Regions from separate parts of the Mus musculus genome. Here region 2 is linked to region 1. A link is a contact called in public HiChIP or PLAC-seq data. All regions are on one chromosome and are shown on one strand. Each heading gives the region's core, a stretch centred on a gene start, on an enhancer-like site or on the middle of the called end of the contact. The rest is flanking DNA. Distances are from core to core; before and after follow the strand shown.

Region 1 (4,933 bases), core at 1,445-3,944:
GGAGCAAGTGTTAGAGGCAGGGCACACTCAGCATTTCTAAGAACTGCCCACCCTTTGAACTTTGTCCAGTGAGGACAAAGCACTCACTATGTACTCACTAATGCTGTCTCAGCCCCAGCTTCTTGAGTTCATTGCTATTTACATGGTTGTGTCAATCAACAAACTGTTTAGTAACTTGGATCCTGTGTCCAGCCCTGACCTCTGAAAGAGACAGTGACCTGGTCTCTGCTTCTCTGTCCTTGGACCAGTAACTTTAGCTGAGGAGCAACAGAACATCCCCAGAGCAACAGACACATTCTGTAGATGCTATGCAGAAGCACAAAGAGTTGAAGTTGTTTTCCTGTGGACGCGCAGCTAGTAACAGATGCTTCCGAGATCTGAACCCAGAACCCGTGCCATTCCTCCCTGCATCAGCACCAACAGCCCTGGAGCGTCTCTCACATCTATGTGACAGCACTGTCTCATCCCAGAAGCATAGCTCTGCCCTAATCAAACCTATCTTCAGGTGAGAAAACCGAGGATCCATAGACCTGTGATCAGAGAAGACGTGGAAACCAGACGCAGAGGTTAGACACAAGGTCAGTTGCTGTCCTGGAAGCCCTCCTCAGCCACTGCCCCTCCATCAGCCCCCAAGAGAGCAGCAGGCAGAAGATAAAATAGAAGTGGTAGGTGCTGTGTCTTATTGAGAAGTACAATCTGGGGGGGGGGGGGGGCTTTGGCATAAACTCAAATCCACTCCCCCATCTCACAACCAGAAAGACTGAGGCACAAGCTTATGGGTCTTTCCCCAAGGGAGTGGCAGAGCTAGGATTCCAGCCCAGAACAGCAAGATCCTAGAGTGGAGTCCCATCAAGGTATCTGAGCTCAGTTGCCTCCTGTTGATGGGGAGGCTCTCTGCCTCGCAGACATGCCAGGCCAGGGCTGGCAGCTCCAGTTGTGGATGTTTGCTCCCAGGAGTTTCCAAAATCCAGATCCAGGCCACCCACCCCCACCCCACCCCCGCAGCTTGGACTTTTCAGAGCCTTGAGACTCCTGTCTGGACTTTCTGGACCAGACTATCCTCTGTTTAACATTGCTCCGCCACGGCAAGGACCTGGGCTGATCCCTTGCCTACCAGGCACAAAGGCAAAGACATAGACTGAGATCAGACTTCCCCATGAAAGACACATGCCCAGATGGAAAGAGTGTGCTTCCCCATGGCAGTGTGTTACTGCAGTCTGTAGCAGGGGAGGGGGCGACCTTAGAGTAGCTCCAGAGGTTCACAGCATGGGGACAGGACACAGAGGAGGGGGGAAGGAGGGGGGGTTGGGGAAGTTGTAGAACCTACCCCCACCCCCACCAGAGACTATTCTACAAAGAATCTGACATTCCGATTAAGTTCGTGTTCATAAATCACAACCAATCACTCCACTTTGCCCCCAGATGTCAGGGGCCCACGTTCCAGGGATTCACACAAGGAAACTGAGGCATGCCCAATAAGACCAGCTGAGTGAAGGTAGTTGAGATGCACCCCACCCCACAGGTCCATCTGGAGACCTGCACCCCGCTACCCAGATGGGGTGCAAGTAATAGGAGGTAGCCCCCTCTCAGGGGGCCCCACAGAGGTCCAGCATGGAGGAGGAGCATGGTACCGGTCGCCCTCTGCACGCCTGCTGTCCTGATGCGGCTCCCGGTTCAGGGCCAAGGCTTTGTGGAGTCTTATCTTTGCCCTCACTATTTTTTTCTTTCTGAGCATTGAAGTTCAAAATCCTCTCTCCGCCTCTCCGATGGGCGGTTTCCGTGTCACCGCCATATCGCTGTTTAACATGTGCTGCTAAGAACTGGGGACAGTGGCCGGTGCCTGCAGATTAGCTATTCCCACGGAGATGTGATTTATCGCGAAGATCCCCCACCCCCCCCAACCCCCCAGAACACATTCATCAGAAATTAAAGCTGGAGGAGGAGGGAGGGTGGCAGGGTAATGGGGAGGGAGGTGAAGAAGGGTGAGGAGGCAGGAAGGTGGGAGAGGGGCCAGGTGGTGTGGGAAGGAAAAAAGGGGGTGGGGAGACTTGGAATCTGGAGAAAGCAAGCGGGGTGGGGGCTGGTGAGGGGAAAGGGGAATGTAAGAGAAGGGGAATTAAGGAGGGGAGAGAGGCTGGGACGGGGCGGGGAAGGAAAAGAATGAAGGGGAAAGGAAAGGAGAAGAGAGGAAAAAGGGGGGGTGATACAGAAGGTAGAAAAGAGTCTGGAGATGAAAGACACTGGGAGAGGTCATCGGAGAGGGAGAGAGAAGGAGGCGGGGGGGGGGGTAGAAGCGGAAGAGAGAAAAATAAAACCGACAGAGCTTAAAAATAAAAAGCAAGGGGCACACAAGGCTGTGAATATGGGAACAGAGAGGAGAGACAGGAACCCACAAGTGTGGGGACCTCAATGCCCGCGTCTCCCAGGTGGCGACCCCTGCAGTGCGCCCATGCCAGACCCCAAACCCAAGTCCTGTCTCCTCCGAGGACTCTTCCAGGGGAGGGGGAGGCAGCCTGCGTCTCTGATTTGGTGTCTCCTTTGGGCAGGTTCATGCAGATACATGTATGCACTGCTCTAAACGGAAATATATCCATATAAATCTCTGGCTTCGTCCCGCAGGCCCTAGAGATGCGCGGGCCTGGATCAGAGGTGACAGCGATAAGCAGATTAGAGCGGGTTGGTTCATTTGTTGTAGGATGCTCCGGGAGGGGGGTTTTGTTCTCAGAAGACCAACCGGAAGGTTATCTAAATAGGCTACGTCTGAACTAACCCAGAGCCGCCCCCCCGCTGGGACATTAATGGTACAAAGAGCGAAAGACAGGAGGCGGACATGAGTTACAATGATTATTTGATTATCTTGGGCTTTAACAAACCCAGCCAGTTCGTCTGGGTGTGAAAAATTAACTGTTCTCACAGTGGCAAATTTCACAGCGTTCTGAGTTATCTCTCTCTCTCTTTTTCCAGAGAGGCGGAGGGCCGTGGGCGAGGGTGAGGGGTGATAAGGATGCCCCAGTTTCTCTCGGACGGGATCCCCACGGATGGGTTCCTCTGGATCGAGGAAATCACCCACACAATTTAGGGTCCCTTCAAAGAAGGTTCTGGATCAACAGTTTAAAATGTAAGCATAGACTGGCTTCCATGACGAGGGCCTGGCCTTCTGCAGCTGAAACAATTTTCTTTTTAAAGCAAGGCACGGTAGCCCGCAATTTGCAAGAAGCAGGAAGATTGCTGGGAGCTAGAGGCCAGCCTGGGCTCTAGACGGATAGGCAGTGACAAAATATTTGTGTGTGCTAGTTAGTGCCTAGGTGCCCGTGCTTGTTCCGGCACACACACGCCCGTGTTTGCGCATGTGCGTGGATGTCAGAGGTCAACCTTGAAGGTTGTTGCTCGGGCATCACCCCCTTTCCTTTTCGAGACAAAGTCTCTTGTTGAAACTGGGCTTGCTGATTCCTTAAGGCTGGCTGGCCCTTGAGCTCCTGAGATCCACAAGCCTCTGTTTCCGCCAGCGCTGGGATTGCAGGCATGTGCCACCACTCCTGCATGGGCTTGGGGTAAAGCTCGGGTTCTTATCTTGTTGAGCAGGCTGTTGATGAGCCTTCCCTGAGCCTCAACAAAAACTATATAGGTATCTAAAGAATTTGTCTTCTTTATTGGGAGGGGGGGGCGGGGCACATGGGTGCAGGTGCCTGCAGAATCCAGTAGAGGGCGTTGGAGTCTCGGGAGCTGGAGTTAACAAGGAGGTTGTGACCCACCAGTGTGGGAGCAGGGAACTGAACCCAGATCCCAACAAAAGAAGTTCTTTTAACCACTGAGCCATCTCTCTAGCCCAACCCCCCAAAATATCAGTTCCTTTGCTTATGGCCCGGGGTCATTTCTACTTAGACCTGCACCAGCCATTAGGGTAGCCCTCTGCCTCACTGGGCTGCACTGTGCTGGTCCCTCGCTCTATATTGATGGGCTTCGAACACGCCATGCCTAGTGCATCTCAAAGACTTAAAAGGGTAAAAGGCTACACTAGATTATGGTTTTTCTAGCTCCGTGACAGAGGTGAACGGGAATATATTGGTTATTCAGAGGTAAAGAATGCTATTAACTTGAGAGGTTTAGTGAAGGCTCGGTCAGTAAAGTGCTAGGACCTGGGTTTAATTTCCAGAACATATTTTTTTAAATAAATAAATAAATAAATAAATAAATAAATAAATAAATAAGCCAGGCATGGTGTCCTGAACCTATAATCCCAGCTCTGGGGAGGCAGACCCAGAGGCGGACCCTGACAGCTCAATTGGCCAGATTATACAAAAGTCACTATCTCAAAAATATCAAAGGTAGATAGTTCCTGATTGTTCCTAGATGCACATGTACACACACAAAGTTAATTTCATCTGTGTGAACTCTCTCTGTAGAACCAGGCTGGCCTTGAAGGCACAGAGATCCATTTGCCTCTGCCCTCCAAGTGCTGGGATAAAAGGTGTGAGCCACCACCGCCAAGCTCACCTATGTCTTTTTAAGGCCAAGGGTACCAGCTCTTGTTAACCTCCGTGTGCAGCCATCAAAAGCCACACCAGACACAGAATGTTTGGTGATAGGATGTTTCACTGAGAGATTCCTGGGGGCCAGCCGTGTGCTCTAGTTGGTGTTAAAATTTCGCTTGAGATACCACTGACTGATCCTGCATTGGCCACTGGGGAAACTGAGGCCAGGCAGGTGGAGAAATCTGCCCCAGGTCCCTCCTGCTGATGACATTTGTATCCACAAGGCCTGGCTTCCAGCTGTAAGTGGTCATGAGAAACTATCATGTGTCCTTAAGTCATCAGAGGGCAGGTGTTGTGTCCCACTCCTGCAGACCCATAAACTGAATCTGGACTTGACACAGGAAACACTAAGGAACAGGGGATGACCTGTCTGCGATGACATATGCAACCTCTGTGAAGGG
Region 2 (4,593 bases), core at 183-2,682, 130 kb after region 1:
TATAGATAATAGGTACAAAGATCGATATTTGATAGTTATGTATATAGAAGCAGGCATATAAATGATCTTTGAATAGGTAGTTGGTAGATAGTAGCCTATGTCCTCTGAGAAGCCATAAGGGGGTGTGTCTCTAGCATCAAGATGGAGTGCACAGCCGCGTGCCTTGGTTTCTTCTCCTAGTCTCCTGACAATGGACCATGAGTTGCCAACATGAGCCTCATTGCTGGAAACAATTCCATGTGTTCTCCGTGTGTGCTTGTCTGCAGGCACTCCAGAACTGAGCAAGCCTGTCTGAACACCTTTACAACTCTGCCAATACTTAGAGCCATGAAGTGTGGGCTTCCAACTCCTTGGATTGGCTGTCCCCTGAGCCTGCACCTATGCCAATCCTAGATAGCCCTCACTCTTTATACCATAGTACATTTTTGTTACCATTTCCATATGTGTTTCTCAGACAGCTAATGAGTCTCTTCTCATGCTCTCTTGTCTAGAGCTCACAACGTTCTGTCAAAGTTGTGAGTAGAACAGCTCCTCTCATTTTATGTTTTGTTTTGGGTTTTGTGGGCTTGTCTGCTTGTCTGTCTGTCTGTCTGTTTGTCAAGACAGGGTTTCTCCATGTAGCCTTGGCTGTCTATACACCAGGTTGGCCTTGAACTGCCTATGCCCCACCGAGTGCTAGGATTATATGCCACTACCGTCTAGCTAGTTTCTCTTTTCTTCTAGAACAGTTTGTATGATAGAATAATCCCTTGCCTCTCATTATCTTGTGCAGAATTCACCTGTACATCCATCTGAACCAGGTGCCTTTTTGAGGTGGGGTGAGGTGTAATTGCACGGAAAGTTACTCTCTGAGGACATTCGACTAGCTTTGGTACACCTATCAGAAACAACCGGAAGAGTTGATGCTTCCAGATTGGCAGAGAAAGAACAAAATTGGGTGGTCACAGAGCGTCAGGGTGCAGAAAGCCCACCAGGGTGTGATTTCAATACAGACATCAGTCACACACCACACGTAGTTCAGGTGACAAGGATTAGGAGAAACATGTGTTCTGCATGGCCACCTGCCTGGGGACTTTGGGTTTGGTTTTTGTTTTTCCTGACAGGGTATCACTATGTAGCCCTGGTTACCCAGGGCTGGCCTCAAACTCTGATATACAACTGCCTCTGCCTTCTGTGACTTGGGACTAAACGCATATACCACATGTTCTGTTTGTGAGCCTGCAGGTGCTTGGTGTTGGTGCATCAATGCTATCCTACACTGTGCCCAAGGTTTCCCTGGGCTTAGGCTGTGCTTCATATGTGAATGTTTCTGCGTGTCCACCAATACACACACCTACCACTCCCACCCACCAGGACCCGCCAGCACAGCTGTGCACAGCGCCCGCGCGCGTGCACACACGCGCAGAACTGTCTATTTATCATTTATATTATGTGAACGTCACACCACCTCGTGCCTGTGTGTCTGTGGTGACATTGGTGAGGACGGGGTCTGGGGTGTCTCTTGGGGGGTGTATCACCTATGTGGAGTGTCTCATTATGTGGATCTGTTTGTTAAACAAAACCGCGCATATGTGCACACATGTGTGCATCTGTGTGTGTGTGTGTGTGTGTGTGTGTGTGTGTGTGTGTGTGTGTGTGTGTAGGGCTGTTCCCACCCCGTCTGGCTCCACAGACACCCCACATTGCTTCTGCCTGTTGGCGTCTGTCCCCTGCACCCACGCAGCCTCCCCTGTTCCCCCCTCCCCAGTCTGTTTGCAAAGACACCGGCACAATGGGGCCTCGCGTGTGGACGTGCGCGCCTTCCTTTTATTTTGCCCACTGTTCTGTGACAGCAGCAGGCTCCCAGCTACCTCCTCTTCCACAGCGGCGCTCCTTTGGGGATATCAAGGGCAAGCCAGAGAAGGGTTACCTGGAGAAAAGGGTTGCTAGGCAACCAAACACCCACCACCCCGGAGCACCACCAACCCAAAACTCCGTTCCAGGCCTGCAACCAGATTAGCATATTAATGAGGCTGTAATTTCCCCCGAATTGTCTGCGCGGCGCACACTCACCTCACCGCACACTGGCCCAGGAGTTTGCTATGCAAATAAACCGGTTTTACAGACTGCGACTTAATTAATCCATCAAGTCCATCCACCTCACAGGAAAGACAGACGAACTACAGATTAATGAACCCGTGTTTGCCTACCCTTCTCCCCCTGCTACAGCAAGCTGCCTCTCGCCTTTTCCTCTCTACAGTCCATCTTTCTTCCTTTCTCTCCCCCGTGGGGGGACCACGGGCCCACCTGGAGTCCCCCCCTTCCTCCCTCCATCCCAGCCTTCCTTGCACCCCCAGCCTCATTCGCTGACCCCTGCCTAGAACCGGAAAGTCCCCGTGTCCAGCCTAGCCTCAGGGTTTTTCCAAAGCATCGGTCCCCTCTCTACCCCAGGCTGCCGGAGGAGCAGAGCCCTGGAAATGGAACGCTGTCTCTTTAACGAGAGGAGCGCGCAGGTTTTATTTTTGACTCATAGTTTAGCCTCGGCCCTGATATTCAATCAGCTGAATACAGAGTCGAGAAGAAGAGAGCGCGTTCTCCCCGCCTGCGTGTTAATTAGAAACGCCAGTCCTGGCTGCCGCCCACACTAATCAACTTTGTCCACATCTTGATGGAAGACACACACCCAGGAGGGATCCTGGGACTCTTGGGGGACCCAGTAAGCTGAGCACAGGATGCAGGAGACCCCTCTGGAGGAGGATGCTTTGAACATTGGACCCATTCTGCCTTCATCTCTTTTTCTGTCTTCCTGGTTCGCTTCTCCCTGAGGGCGGTGCCACTGCCTCCAGGAAGCCTTCTCAGATTGGCAGGGTTATAAATCTAAAGACATGCCCCACCTTAGAATATCTCCTCTCCACCACTGCCTCCCACACCCCCAGCAAACACACACAAGGAAAAAAGTTCACCACTGGCTTCTCCAGCCTTTCAGACAGGAGGGTCAGTGACTTCCTGTCCCCTCCCAGACTTCCCTGCCCCCTGTTCTAGCCCCACTACCCCTGTCTGGGTTTCTGTGCACATATCACACCTCCTCCACCCACCCATCCCCGTCCCCTCACCTCCATCACACATGCGCACGCATGCACACACGCATCACCTACTGTCTTATTTCCTTCCTGCCAGCTAGCTTCTCCTCTGCTTGAGAGCCAGGAAGAGCTCCCTGCGACCTGCACCAACCAACCTCCCACAGGTGTCTCTAGCAACCTATGTAGGCCTGTGGCTTTGACAGTGAATCTAAAACCGCCTCCAAATATTCTGCTTCCAGAGCCAGGGGTACCAGGCCCCCAGCTTTTGCCTCCTCTTAATTCTGACCACTTGGCCTGAAGCTTGGCCCAGCCTTGTCTTCTCCTGGATGGAGCTCCTTGATACAGCTCACCCTGAACTCCTTCTGCGGGACTCACCAAAGATGAGCCATCCCATCCTGTCCCTGTCCCGGTGGTCCTCAGATCTCCCTGTCTGTGGGCAAGGGACACCAGCAGACAGACCCCACAGTGCTGTGTGGCTATGAAGGCTCCAGCAGGGACTTCATCTTTTTCGTTTCCTCCGAGCAGGGGTCCCAACCTAGAAATACGTTAAGCAAATGCTCTTCCACTGTGCTTCCTCCCTAACCCAGGATCTGGATTTTGGTTTGGGTTTTTTGTTTGTTTGTTTTATTTTGTTTTGAATGGTTTGTTTTTATTTCATGTGCGTCAGCATTTTGCCTGCATGCGTGTCTGTGGGAGGGTGTCGGAGCCCCTGGAACTGGAGCTACAGGCAGGTGTGAGCTGCCCCATGGGAATTAAATCTAGGTTCTCTGGAAGAACAGCCAGTGCTCTTAACCACCAAGCTGTTTGGGGCTCTCTTAACTGTTTCTCTCAAAACCAAAGATGTTTTAGAGTTTTTTTTTTTTAATTTGAAGTTTAAAATAGCCAAAAACAAACAAACAAATCAATAAACAAAATCCCAGTAACTGAATGGTTGGTTTTTGGTTCATGAACAAAGGTCTTTTGTGTGAAGCAAAACACTTTTGCTGAGGCTGGAGAGATGGCTCAGCAGCTAGAAGCACTGGCTGCTCTTCCAGAGGACCTAGGTTCATATCCCAGCATCCATGTGGCAGGCAGCTCATACTTGTCTCTAACTCCAGGTCCAGGGGAATCCAACACCCTCACACAGGCAGGCAGGCAGGCAGGCAGGCAAAACACCAATGCACATGAAACAAAAATAAATAAAATAAATAAATTAATGCATTCTAGAGTTCTTCTTAGGTTCACTTGCTGTGTGATCTTAGGCAAATGGTTTGCCCTCTCTGAGCTCAATATATATATATAAAGTGAAATTGACCATGGCTCTCACTTCATAGCGGGGATGAGATTTTGGGGTGTACTTGAGTCCCCCAGTTAGTGCTCAGTCGTGAATGTGCACATCCTTCCATACTCCTATGGGCCCATAGGCTAGAGCTCTCTTACCCACCAGGCCTGGCTTTGGTGTTTCTTACCCTGCTCCATCATCCACCTAGAAGCTGTTAGCTCAGCCACACAATAGTCAGACATGCCAGGGGCTGACTCGAGAGATGGCAAGTTC

Evidence for each region. HiChIP or PLAC-seq counts read pairs in DNA pulled down with a chosen protein or histone mark.
Region 2: an H3K4me3 HiChIP or PLAC-seq map of neural tube shows a contact between it and region 1, with 4 times the contacts expected there. The contact joins two enhancer-like sites. A contact is called at or near these places in 9 of 39 promoter capture datasets (the HPC-7 cell line, embryonic stem cells, hippocampal neurons and 3 more), 1 of 15 datasets of contacts at CTCF or cohesin (stem cell-derived epiblast-like cells), 10 of 484 Hi-C or Micro-C datasets (cumulus cells, embryonic stem cells and spermatogonia), 7 of 115 datasets of contacts at active chromatin or transcription factors (embryonic basal ganglia, embryonic forebrain, embryonic hindbrain and 4 more) and 1 of 9 other capture datasets (embryonic stem cells).

Annotation. Positions count from the first base shown.
Region 1 is chr5:120,278,682-120,283,614 of GRCm38.p6, forward strand. No RefSeq gene overlaps it. Among named protein-coding and RNA genes, the nearest start is that of Gm31836, 46 kb to the left of the region's middle. Within about 2 kb of position 2,695, at least 6 of the 459 cell types and tissues checked have an H3K27ac peak or open chromatin away from gene starts, as enhancers often do.
Region 2 is chr5:120,407,714-120,412,306 of GRCm38.p6, forward strand. No RefSeq gene overlaps it. Among named protein-coding and RNA genes, the nearest start is that of Gm31976, 22 kb to the right of the region's middle. Within about 2 kb of position 1,433, at least 44 of the 459 cell types and tissues checked have an H3K27ac peak or open chromatin away from gene starts, as enhancers often do.